Regions from separate parts of the Mus musculus genome. Here region 2 is linked to region 1. The links are chromatin contacts, called in public promoter capture Hi-C maps. All regions are on one chromosome and are shown on one strand. The core of a region is the stretch at or near the end of the contact, and the rest is flanking DNA. Distances in the headings are between cores, read along the strand shown. Region 1 holds the start of Chac1 (ChaC, cation transport regulator 1). Region 2 holds the start of Pdia3 (protein disulfide isomerase associated 3).

Region 1 (6,593 bases), core at 1,478-3,977:
GGAGCAACGATCTTGGAGGGTCCCTGGGGCTACGGAGGCCTGGGTGGTGTGGAATTGGCAGCAGCAATGGGGGGATTCTGGTTACATACCAGAGGACTAGGGCAGAGCCACCGCACTGCAGGGCCCACATCCAGGGCAGGTCCCCCACCTGCCCTGCCCACCACACCAACATGGTGCAATAAATAAAGGTTCAAGTAGTGAGTAAGGGTCAATGAAGGAAGAGCTGAAGGCTAGCAGACAGGCGGGGCATAAGACACAAAGCCCCTGGCCACCCAGCATGCCTTCTCAACTCTCTCTTGCTCCATCAAGTCTATCTCAAGTACTGCATACTGATGTCCACCAGTACCACTCAGACACTTCTTGCAGGAGCTTGGCTCCTCAGGTCAGTGCCAGAGGCTGCTCAGGTAGGTAAGAGCAGGGTAGCAGGGTTCCTACGGCGTCCACAATGGCTTCCAGGTGCTCATCTTGTGCCTGAGGCCCACAGAGCTGCATGAAGTCTGCCAAACGCAATAAGTACTCAAGGTTGTGACCAGAGAAGCCTCGGCAAGCAAGGATCTGTGTGGCAATGACCTCTTCAGGAGCAGGGCCCAGGTAGCCAGGGTTCTGTGGGGTGGCCACATAGGCCAGTGCTGTGAGGGGTTGGTCAGGGGTGTCTTGAGGATAAAAGGTGACTTCCTTAGTGTCATAGCCACCAAGCACGGCTTCCCTCACATTCAGGTACTTCAGGGCCTCGTTCACCTGCTCCCCTCGAACTTGGTATGCCACACCCCAAGTGCAGCCCTAGGGAAAAACAGAGACACTCCAGTCAGTCACAGAGCTTGATGCTGGTCCTGTGTTCATTCTAGAATGTTCCCCTAGACACATTCCACACCTATGTTCTATAAAAGAGGTGGAGGGGGTGGGGAGACGTCTCAAGGGATAGAGGTAGTTGCTACCATGCCTGATGATCAGATAACCTAAGTCCAATCCCTGGGACATGAATGGTCGGAGGAAAGAATCGACTTCCATCTTGTCGTCTTGCTTCCACATCTGACCTACAGCGTGTGCACATGCGTGCATGTACAAATAGATGTAATTTTGAAGTTTTATGTGTATGGACGTGTGTGCCTGGCGACCTGTGATCTTGGTGGTCAGTCAGAAGAGTCTGATTCCCTGGAACTGGAGCTACAGATTGTGAGTTACTGTGTGGGTGCTGGGTATCAAATCCAGGCCCTTTGGAGAAGCAGAAGGTGCTTCTGACTCCTGAGCCATTTCTCCATGAAGCTTTAAAAAAAAACTAACGTGTTTGACTGGCTGCTGAGCCACCCAGAAGCAATACCCTTCACCCTATTTCCCTTGAGTTTTGTTTATTTTGAGACGTCTCATATAGTACAGGGTGTCTGACCCAGGATTCATTATGTAACCAAGAATAACTCTGAACTCACAGAAATCCATCTTAATAAGACCCTCCCTCAAGTGATTCTCCAAGAAGCATGGAGTAAGCTAGCTACACTTCCACTCTCCCCACACAAGAGCTCTGACCCTCTGCACCCTGATACATCAGACCCCAGGATTCTCTTCTTGACTGCACACTTACCTCACGGTCTTCAAGGAGGGTCACCACTCGGCCAGGCTAGACAGGGAAGAAAGGTTTTGAAAAAGACAAATTAGATATTAGCACTTCCGAAAGGACTATGAATGAACCTTATTGACATGGGGGGCTTGCCTGTCATGCACAAGACCTTAGATTCAATCTCCAGCAACACACACACACACACACACACACACACACACACACACACACACACACACACCTTTAGTCCTGTTGTGACTTGAACCTGTAGTTCCAGCACTTCAGCACCAGAGAGAGAGATTTGTCACAAGTTTGAGGCCACATAGCAAGAAATAGGTAAGATGGAGGAGGGGGAAAAAGAGGGGGGAGAAGAGGAGGAGGAAAAGGAGGAGGAGGAGGAAGAGGAAGAGAAGAACAAGGAGGAAGAGGGAGAGGAAGAGAAGAGGAAGAGGAGGAAGAGGGAAAGGAAGAAGAGGAAGAGAAGGAAGAGGAGGAAAGAGTGCCAGCCTAAGCCCCAAGCCTGGGAGAGGACCTTTCATCGAGTGACATGGAGTGATGGGCAGATGTGGAAGAGACAAACAACGAGCGGCCCAGATTAGTAACCAGCACAAGAATCCACAGGTGCAATCACCAACCTGATTTCCAGGCACACAAATTTAAACCACAAACCAGGTTTACAATTTTCTCTTAGTTAGCCCAGGGTCCCTGCCACTCCAGGATACGAGTGCCCACTCTCCTGCCAACCCCACTCCACTCCTCTGGGCACAGAAGGATGCTCACCATCTTGTCGCTGCCCCTATGGAAGGTGTCTCCCTGCCAGAACCGTCGGCTATAGCCACGAACGAAGCCCACACGGCTGTCACTATAGGCAAAGTCCGGCTTCCACACTAGGGAGCCGTACCCGAAAATCCACAGGGCTTGGGGGTCGCCATCCCCCCAGGAAGGCTGCGCGGATGATGGTGCAGGGGACAGTGAAGGAGGCGGAGTGCTCTGGGATGCGGACTCCTGCTTCATGGTGCCGGGCGCAGGGACGGACCCGGGTGGCCTCCGAGACTGGTCTCCGGCACGGGCACGGAAGGACCGACGGACGCGTACACCTGGCCTGGCACCGATCGGTCGTTCCAGCTGAGTGGTCCCTCCAGAGGCGCTCTTTAAACCCTCCGGCCAGGAAGGCCCTCAGACTGCCTCCAGCTGTCCCTATGATTGGGGCGGGGCAAATCTCTTTCTGGCCAATCACCTTTAGATTTTGCTTCTCGGTTAACCGCGCCGCCCTCCGAGTGGGTACCAGAGCAGCCCGCCCCAGGGCCAACGCGCGTGCTGATTGGTTCGGCTCCTCCTCCCGTGGCAGACCTGGCAGGAGTGATGCAACGGCAGGGAAGGTTTCCCCAGAACTGGCATGCAGCAAGGGCGAGTCAGATTGCGTCAGGCTGCTGGCACCGGGAACGGGCCTTAGAATGGGCGCGGGCACCCGCCGTCTCCCGGGAAGGCCCTCTCAGTGGTCTAAACGGTGTCATCCCTGCAGTCCAGCCGGTGCACCTGGCAGAATCATTGCCGCCCAAAGCAGTGGCCAGTGCAGGGCACGACCAGTAGGAATACTTTGGGCGGCACGAATTCTTGCCTTTGGGGCCCCGCCTAAAAGCACGCACTGCAGAGAAGCTGTTTTGGACACCCTCCGCATTCCACTCTGGTGCCTCATACTGTTGCCCACGTGAACAGCTGGAGAAACTGAGTCACGGGGTGGTAAGGGGTTTTGCAAAGGCTGTAGTTGAGTCAGACTGGTTGGCACAAGCATGCAGGCCTCACGTGACGGCTACACCCGGGCCAAATGTGAGACCCCTGAGTTCAGGCGGGTTAGAAGAAAAGTCAAAACTAGACAGCCTTGGGCAGAGTAGTCACATTGAGGATGACTGTTAGTACCTGTGGTACAAAGCTACAAAGAGAAGAATGCCAGGCCACTTTCACCCCATGGGTACGGGTTTCATTCTCTCTAGCTTGAGATCTTGCAGCAGTGGGCAATTTACATAGGTACCAAAGTTTGGAGAAACGTTGGTTAAGGACAGCACAGAGGACTAAGGGCACCTGCAGCCTTTTCCCATAGCTTCTTGCCAGGCAGTGGGTATGGGCCCTGGCACTGACGTGGGCAACCAGGCACCAGCCATCTCCTTGGAAGTTCCTCTCTGCCTGAACCCTGCAAGAGTCACCATTGGGCTAGGTAGTGGTGTCACACTCCTTTAATCCCAGCACTTGGGAGGCAGAGGCAGGTAGGTGGATTTCTGAATTCCAGGCCAGCCTGGTCTATAGAGTGAGTTCCAGGACAGCCAGGGCTGCACAGAGAAACCCTGTCTCAAAAAATAGAGGGGAAAAAAAAAAAAAAACAGTCACCATTGGCAGGTCTCAGGATCTGTCTCCCCAAGAGCTCACCCTCTCTGGTGGAGCCAGTGCCACCCCAAACTGCAGGATGGAGGAGAGGTCGAGTTTTGCTTCCTAGGCAGCAGCAAGAGGCAGCCTCTCTGGGCATCTCTCATTGGGAAAGGGAAACAAAGAGCAGAAGGCCTTTCACTAGGGTGAACAAACAAGAGTGAGCTCCCTGGAAGTGGAAACTCAGTGAGTCTCCTTATTTAACTCAAAATTGTATGCACAGGGTAGATCCATCCCAAAAGAGATCCATCCCAAAAGTGTCTACACAATTGCCTCTCTCTCTCTCTCTCTCTCTCTCTCTCTCTCTCTCTCTCTCTTCCACTATCCTCTAGCTGGACTGACCTGGAATTACTATACATACATGCCTGAGATTCACAGAGAAACTCTCAAGCCTAGCATTCAGGAGGCCGAGGATAGAGACCTAGAGAATCGGGCCAGCATGGGCTACAAAGCAAAACCATGTCTCTAAATGAATAAATGTATGGATGAACGGAGTGGAAAGAAATACTCTTAAAAGTTGGAGGAACTTGTGTTTGTTTCGTTGGCGGGACTAGAACTCGAGTCCGCACACCGGTGTGCCTTATGCCTGATGTGTGTGCCTACCCCAGGCCTGGGCTCCCTGTGAGGCTCATGCACTACTTTTTTGTTTTGTTTTGTTTTGTTTTGTTTTGTTTTGTTTTGTTTTGTTTTGTTTTGTTTTGTTTTTCGAGACAGGGTTTTTCTGTGTAGCCCTGGCTGTCCTGGAACTCACTGTGTAGACCAGGCTGGCCTCGAACTCAGAAATCTGCCTGCCTCTGCCTGCCAAGTGCTGGGATTAAAGGCGTGTGACACCACGCCCGGCACATTCTACTTTTCTGAATGGAAAATTGTTGAGAAAAATGGTGGTATCTGGTAATTTTCCTGCTTGCCACCACTGTGCATGTTTATTCTCCCCTTTCTTTCCTTTCCACTCTGCGAGTCCCTCTTAGTACTGCCTTTCGGCCGGGTCTTACAAAGAATACCCCCTGAGAATCTTCCCTCATGCCTCAGGTGGGAGATGGAAAACTGATGCTCCTTTGAAGATATGAATCAGTAGGGAAAACAATCCTGTGACCCCCTCTTTCCACTCCAGGGAATTCTTCAAAATATGAACAGAAGCCATGCGCCTGAAATTTTAATGTTTGTTATTTATGGCAGCAAAAGCAAAGGAGGAAATACTTAAATACCTAAACACTGAGTAAGGTGTCAGTCCACATGATACAGAGTTGCACAAAGAAGCACAGAGAAAACAAGTTTCCAGGCATATATGATAACAAAGTCACTACACTTAACTAAATCTGTGAAGCTATTAGACACAGTTCTATATAGCTGTGCTTACTGGCATTGAAACACTAGCTATGGTGTATAATTACATGAAAAGCAGGTTGTAAAATAACCTAATATAATTTTTCAACTTAAAAAAAAAAGTCTGAGATGGAACTGAGTGGTTGAGTATTTGCCTAGCATGCGTGAAGCCTGGGCCTCATTCTCAGCTCTCAGAAAAGAAGCAGAGTATGTATGTGCGCTTATGTGCATGGAAGAATCTGGAAAAGCTCATTAAAATGCTCAGAGTGAGCACCTCCAAGTCTTTACATGGCCTGAGGACAGAATGGCAGGAAATTTGGACTTTGTCGTTTTATATTCTGGTAGGGATTTTAAAAAGAAAAGATAAGATATTTTTAAAAGAAGCTTAGATCTTCTGCCAAGGGTGATTGCCCACATCTGTAATCCCAGCACAGGGGAAAGCTGAGGCAGGAGGATCGTGGGTTTAGGGTCAGCCTGGGCTATATAGTGAGATCCTGTCTCAAAACAACAAGGCTATTTTTCCTTCATTTAAAATCAGTATGTATTAGGAAGATATTCTAGTAAAAATGCCGATGACTGCACAGTAAACCAAAAATGCAGGATACAGACAGTCAAGTGAGCAATGGTAAAACAACCAAAATCAACAGACAGGGTGTGATGGCTCAGGACCGGGAACCCCAGCACTGTGGAAGCTGAGGCAGGAGGCTTGCTACAAGTAGGAGGCTAGTCTTGGCTACATAGTGAGTTCCAAGTGAACCTACTCTACTGTGTGAAATCCCTTTGCAACAAACAAATAGTGGGCGTTGCAATTAAGAAATGTTTAATGGGATGATTGATCTTTGCTATATTTAACCTATTTCATGTGTACGTGGGTAGGTATATGCACTCAGCCATGGGTGACGATCACAGGGCAACTTTTGGGAGTCCCAGAGACTCCAATTTAGGTCATCAAGCTTGTGGCAAGCCCTTTTACCCACTAATCCAGCTCACCACTCCTGAAATGTCATTTTTGTTTGTTTTTGTCTGTTGGAATGTAGCTGACGATGATCTTAAACTTCCCATCTTCCTTCTTCTACACCTTTAATGCTGAGTTGCAGCTGTGTATCAGCAACTCTGATTTGTGCAATTCTGGGATGAGAGCCGGGGTTTTGTGTATGCTGGGCTAGCATGTTAGCAACTGAGCTACGCCTCCAATTGGAATTTATTTTTTATTTTTTGAGGCAGAGTCTCACTATGTAGCTCTGGCTAGCCTAGAACTCCCTACATAGGCCCCAGTGACCTCAAACTTGAAGAGCTCTGC
Region 2 (6,566 bases), core at 3,049-5,548, 2.1 Mb before region 1:
TAAGAGGCATAACACTAAGCCTGGCTGTTGCCGTTTTTTCTCTATTGTAGCAGTAAAGCGGAAGTTAACATCTTTACCTCACCTCTCCTGAAAAATAAGAGAAAAAAATTGACCACTTTATAAATACACATAAAAATAGTCAGGGAAAACCAGGTGTGATGGCAGGTGGATCTCTGAGTTTGAAGCCAGCCTGGTCTACACAGTGATATCTAGCCTCCAAAAAGAAAAAAGAGCATTAAAACAAATTATGTATGGCTGATGATGAGAATCCCCAAAGGCACATACCCATAATACCAGCCATTTCACCAGCCCATTTTGAGACAGTCTCATAAGCTTAAGGCCAAACCAGGCTTATAAACCACCCCTTTACCTGGGGGGAGGGATAAAAGAGAGGGAGAGAGAGGAAAAGGGAAGGGCGAGGAAAAAGAGAATGAATTCAAGATGGAGATATAGGACAAAGTTGGAATGAAATCTCAAATGCTGAAGAGATGACTGGGAATAAGAAAGGAGATCCAAGTTAAGATACAGAGAAGAATAGACTAAAACCAGCCAGCCAACCAACCAATAACAAACACTAGGCTACATGTGATGGAGAACACTAATTGCAGCACTCAGGAGACAGGGGCAGATGAATCCCTGTGAGTTTAATACCTGCCTGGTCTACATAGTGAGTTCCAGTACAGCCAGAGCTACATAGTGAAACCATGTCTCAAAACAGATAAGTTAAAAAAAAAAAAATTAGCGCCGGGCGTGGTGGCGCACGCCTTTAATCTCAGTATTCGGGAGGCAGGGGCAGGTGGATTTCTGAGTTCGAGGCCAGCTTGGTCTACAAAGTGAGTCCAGACAGCCAAGGCTACACAGAGAAACCCTGTCTCGAAAAAAAAAAAAAAAGCATTAAACATTAATTTTAGAGGTTGGAGACATAGCTCACTGGGTAAAGTGCTTGTACTGCAGACACTAAGGACCAGAGTTTCAATCTCCAGCATCCAATGTAAATCCTAGGCAGTAATGGTCACCCAGCTGTAATTCTAAAGCCCTGGGAAGGCAAGAATCACTAGCACCATGAACTGCATAACAAGTGTTATTTATTGTTACTGTTGTAGAGGGTAGCATAGTACTCAGCGCCAAGCACAAGTTAAAGTCATATGCTTGATCCTTAGTACTACAGGGGAAAAGAGTATCATAAAAATCTACAACACAAGTAGATGTTTAAGACTTAAAACATTTAAACACCGCTATTTCTCACAGAGAAATTAAGATACTCATATCTCTACAAATACACAGGTTAGCAAACAGTGTAATTCACACCTGTAATCCAAGTATTTAGGTGGTGAAGACAGGATGACAGCCCATGGCCAGCCTCCAGTACATAAAATCTTGTTTCAAATAAAACAAAACCTCATAACCTTAACAGTGGCCTGCAAAGAAATCTTTCACTTTCACTTACAAAGTTAAAGAGGTAGATCTACATGAAGATGGAACCTAGAGCCCAGGTTGAGGTACCCAAGCTCTTTGTCTACTGTACTAAGTTCCAGACTCCATTTTGACCCCTACCACTTAGAGCACTTATTTCAAGTTATGGGTGTGTGCACATGAATGCGAGTGCCCAGGAAGGCCAAAAGGCCACACTCTTCAGTTTCCTTTGCAAAAGCCAGTGCTCTTAACTGCTGAGCCAGCTTTCCAGTCCCCATTTTACTATTACATTTCTCGATTGATGTGGTGGTACACACCTCTAATCTCAGTACGCAGAGGCGGGTGGATCAGGTCCAGGTCAGCCAGAGCTATACAATAAAACCCTATCTCAAAAATTTCTATTTGCGCGCTGGAGAGATGGCTCAGTGGTTAAGAGCACTGACTGCTCTACTGAAGGTCCTGAGTTCAAATCCAGCAACCACATGGTGGCTCACAACCATCCGTAATGAGATCTGGCACTCTCTTCTGGTGTGTCTGAAGACAGCTACAGTGTACTTAGATATAAATAAACCTTAAAAAAAAAACTGGGTAGTGGTTGCACATCCTTAAAAAAAAATTTCTATTTGCTAACAGGGGATGGTACTGCTGTTATATGCAAGGGAAAAGAGTAAATCAGTCAATCAATTAATCAATCTCCAGAGCTTGGTGTGGTGGCTATACGCTCAGCATTTGGGGAGACTCAAGGGTAAGGAATTCGAGCCCAACCTGAGCTACTTAAGACTTTGTCTCAGAAAAACAAGCAAACTAACAAATTTAAAAAAATTTTTACAACTGTTAAAATAGATGAGTATGTAGAAATAATGAAATTACTAACAGGAGACTTCCTTCACTTTAAACTGCCTCCTCAGAAAACCAATCTTTCCTACTGGCAATGTGGAAGATGACTTTATCTTCTCAGCCAACTAAAAGCAGACACCACAGCAGAAATCCACGCAACTCTTAAATCGCTCAATGTACGATGGGATATGTAGTCTTGTGGAAAGCAGGCACAACAATTTTTAGTAGAAAGACAAGTCTGAAGTCAGGTGCCTGGGGCATTCAGAATAAAAGGATCATGAAATGAAGGCTAACTAGGCAATAGGAGACCCTATCTCAAAAGAAAAAGAAAAAAAAAAGAGGCTAGAGTAAGAAGAGGTCAGCCTAGAGTGTACAGAGACTTGTTTCTTAAGAATATATATGTTCTCATGTGTGTGTGTTTCAATGGGGATTGGACATGCTAGGCAAGCACTGAACCATATTCCAAAGCCTTGACTAAAAACTCTAATTGTGTAAGAGCCCACAATTCTTCAATTGTATGACCTCCTTCAGACAAAGAAGCCAGACCCAAGCGACACCCCCTCAGTTAACAGCACCATTATGTAACTATGATAAATTCGGAGAGAACACGAATTCTAGAGACATATAGATGCTATCTATAATGTGTAATCAATGTGACTGTCAACCACAGAAGCCTGAACTGAAACACAATTTGCTTCCTGCCTCTTTAGGCAGTCTTCACTACAGGACTTTTGAGTGTGACCATCTAAGTCAGAGAAGCTAGAGATGTTAACAATCCCACTGGGTCAGAAGCAAAGGTAAGTTACAGTGTAACTATCACACTCTGTCTTACTGATACTTTTGAACAGGTTTGAATTAAGGGTCATTGTGCTAGGAGGGAAAAAATATTGACATCCTCTAAACTGTATGCCCTTGTAATAAATAATTGGTAAATTATCCTATCCACTACTCTAAGTGACAAAACTAGAAATCCTATTTGCTCTCCCTTCCCAAGCAAAGTTTTTATTTGGGGTCACACCCACTCGATAGAACTTACCCTTTTCTTAGGTTAAGCAGTGGTAACTTTCTTATCCAGAATGTTATCATTTTCTAGAATTATTTAATACTGAAATTATGATAGGTCCTAGTGAAATAATTCTTGTTGGTTTACTCTTTTAATAAGAGGCCTCTGCAGCTTAATGTAAAATAGTGTAAGCCATGCCATGAACCAACTAATGGCCTGTCTCAAGAAAGCACTTAGGATCTTTCTGCAGCTACAGAGTGACCTTGGTTAGAAACCAATGGCTCTAATGGGGTGGAGACAAAAAGAGAAAAAAAAAAAACCCCAGAACCTCACCACTTAAAAGAGGACCTCTGCCTCCTCTCTGAAGGCTTTGGGATGCCAGCCTTGTCTGCAGACCTGGGGACACATACACTGACTCACCTAGATACTGAAAGATAGACCGGAGGGGGAGGGGATGGGAGAACCCTCCACATAGGAAGTGCTGCAAGAACGCGGAGGTAAGGACGTGGCCCTACCCTGGAGTTTAGGCTTTCTGCTTTCCGGATCTGCCCCCGTCCCCACCCTACCTCGTCCTCACCCCACCCCCCACCCCGGGCGGAGCGCCTCCCGGTTCCCCACCGACTGGCAATGAGGCAGCCGCAGCCAGGCCTGCTAGATAGTGGAGGGCGCCCGCGCTGCGTAGGCCCAACCGCTCCCGCGCCCAGCCGGTCCTCCGGCCCTGATCCCGCAAAGTGGCCTCACCAGGGGGCGAAGAACTCGACTAGCATGAGCCCCGCCGAGCCCGTGTCGGAGACGCGACTCTCGAAGTTTTCGTCCGTCAGTTCCAACACATCGGAGGCGGCGGCGAGACGGGCCGAGGCGAGCAGCAGCGCCACGCCCGGGAGCAGAGCTAGGCAGCTGAAGCGCATGGCGGCGGGTCGCGGTCGGAGGGCCGGGACCGGAGAAATGAGATGGGAGAGCCCGCAATCTGCAGCCGCTTGCCTGCGCTCGCGCGTCTGGCCCGGGCAGACCCGCTGCCGAGGTCCCAACCCCCTAGGCCTGCTCGGGGCCCGCAGTGTGGCAGCCGCCGATTGGCTGCGTCACGCAGCGTCGGGCGGGCGGAACAGCTGGTAACTGCCGATTGGCGGGCGCGCGGGGCGAGGCGGGGCGGACGCTTAGGCGAACGCCCGCCGGTCTGGCTGTGGCGGAGGCCTGGACGGGGGGTCGGTGGGAAGTAGGGGGCTCAGCGAAGCCGGAGCGGCCCTGAGCGCCACCCGCTGGGGAGGAGTGAAGCTCTGGGCGCCGGCGCGGAAGGCGGAGGGGTGAAGTCAGGGCTGAGTGGGCGGAAGTGAGGCCCGCGAAAGGGCTGGAGGGGAGCTTGAGCTGTCTGTCCGGCTCCCTCCCTCCGGGGCATTGGGGCGCGCACGCACTTGAGCGCACCGCGACACGTTTTCCAAATGTCAGGCTGTTGCTTTGTCCAATTATAGGGCGTAGTAAGTCTACATCCTGCCGCTGCCCTACCTCGTATCCTGCTTTGTCAGGTCCACGTGAGGTCTGTATTCTTTGTCCAGCCTTAGGCCTCTGCCCTCCCTGCCTGCTGCTCCCCCCCCCCCCATTGTTGTTTGTTGGTTTGTTTGAGAGGGTGGGTAGCTGAGGATTGAGCCCAGAACCTTGCACATTGCTGGGCAAGTGATCCAACACTGGATTACATCCCTAGTCCTCTTTTGACTTTTTGAGTCATGTTCACACCAAGGTGTCCAGGCTGGCCTTGACTTCATACTGTAATCCGCGAAGGTCTAGAACTTTCCATCCTCTGGCCTCAGCCTCTCGAGTGGCTGAGACTGATAGTGTGCACTACGTACTAATAGGCACAGGCTCAGCTTTCACCTTTTTTTTTTTTTTTTTTTTTTTTTGAGGCAAGGAGGATTGGCTGCCCTGGAACTCACTATATAGACCAGGCAAATGTGGAACTCAACAGAGATCCACCATCCTCTTGAGACTGGAATATCTGTCTACACTGCCTGCCTTTTAAACTGATTTTTGTTTGTTTTTCAAGATAGTTTCTCTGTGTAGCCCTGGCTGTCCTTCACTAGGCTGTCTTTGAGCTCTGAGATTTGCCTGCCTCTATCTCCAGAGCGCTGGGATCCAAGCCATGGGCCACCTGCCTAACATTTAAGCCTAATTTTCAAAAAGAAGTGTTTAATTACAAATGCTGTCAGAAAGTGAAAATAACCCGAATATTTAGTTAGCTGTGAAGATATTTCTTATGACTTTTGTTTTTGTTTTTTTTTTGTTGTTGTTGTTGTTTTTGGCTTTTCGAGACAGGGTTTCTCTGTGCAGCCCTGGCTGTCCTGGAACTCACTTTATAGACCAGCCTGGCCTCTAACTCAGAAATCCGCCTGCCTCTGCCTCCCAAGTGCTGGGATTAAAGGCGTGCACCACCACTGCCTAGCTTCTTATGACTTTTATGTCTTTTGCTTAGATGAAAAACAAAATCCGTACCGAACAACAACAAAATACCTTTGAGTCTTTCAATGTGTTTATTCTTAACTGCTCATAGCTTTTTTTGTGTGGGCTTCTTGAATCTCTAAAAGGCAAAGAAGCTGGGGGAGGAGAGAGCCTGCTAATTGTAGTATAATTCTTAAGCATGACATCCTTGGTTCTACTTTCTTAACAGACATGGCACAAGAACAAGGACATTTCCAGCTGCTCAGAGCTGATGCTATCCGTTCAAAGCTCATTGACACTTTCTCGCTCATAGAGCATTTGCAGGGCTTGAGCCAAGCCGTACCAAGGCACACTCTCCGGGAGATACTTGGTTAGTAACCCTCATTCACACTAAACGTGATATTCCTGTCCATATCCTCAAGAGAAAGTGAGACATACTTAAGGGTGGAGCCAGGAATAACGGTCCATGACTGAATCCGGGGTCACTTGGGCTTTAAATAATAAAGACCAGCTTGGGTTACATAGCCAGGTCCTGGTTCAGAAAACAAAATGAAACAAACAAGCAAACAAAATTAGAGCCGGCAAGAGTAAAGGTGCCTGCAGCTAATAATGATAGCCTGAGTCTGATTCTCAGAACCTACCTGGAAGGAGAGAACTGATTCCCAAAAGTTGTCCTCTGGCCTACACATGTACACACAACACACACATACACAACTATTAGAAAAAAAGAAAAAGAAAAAAATTAAAAAGGAAAGAAAGAAACCAGGTATGGGTGAATCCCAGCACTCTGGAGGAGGAGACACCAGGAATTCAAGGCCATCCTTGGTTGAGAACAATATGAGTAAGGCCAGAGAAAACATAGCTTAGTGAACATAGGCACTTGCTC

Evidence for each region. Promoter capture Hi-C pulls out the DNA fragments that hold promoters and counts their contacts.
Region 2: a promoter capture Hi-C map of liver shows a contact between it and region 1, with 3 times the contacts expected there. The contact joins the promoter of Pdia3 here to the promoter of Chac1 in region 1. A contact is called at or near these places in 2 of 39 promoter capture datasets (both in liver).

Annotation. Positions count from the first base shown.
Region 1 is chr2:119,347,376-119,353,968 of GRCm38.p6, reverse strand. Chac1 (ChaC, cation transport regulator 1) reads right to left here and starts at 2,727. Exons shown (of 3, transcript NM_026929.4): 1 at 2,333-2,727; 2 at 1,577-1,612; 3 at 1-780. The coding sequence starts at 2,566. The coding sequence ends at 379.
Region 2 is chr2:121,411,634-121,418,199 of GRCm38.p6, reverse strand. Pdia3 (protein disulfide isomerase associated 3) reads right to left here and starts at 4,298. Exons shown (of 13, transcript NM_007952.2): 1 at 3,995-4,298. The coding sequence starts at 4,161. It overlaps Catsper2 (cation channel, sperm associated 2), which reads left to right and starts at 4,408. Exons shown (of 13, transcript NM_153075.3): 1 at 4,408-4,784; 2 at 5,910-6,050. The coding sequence starts at 5,912.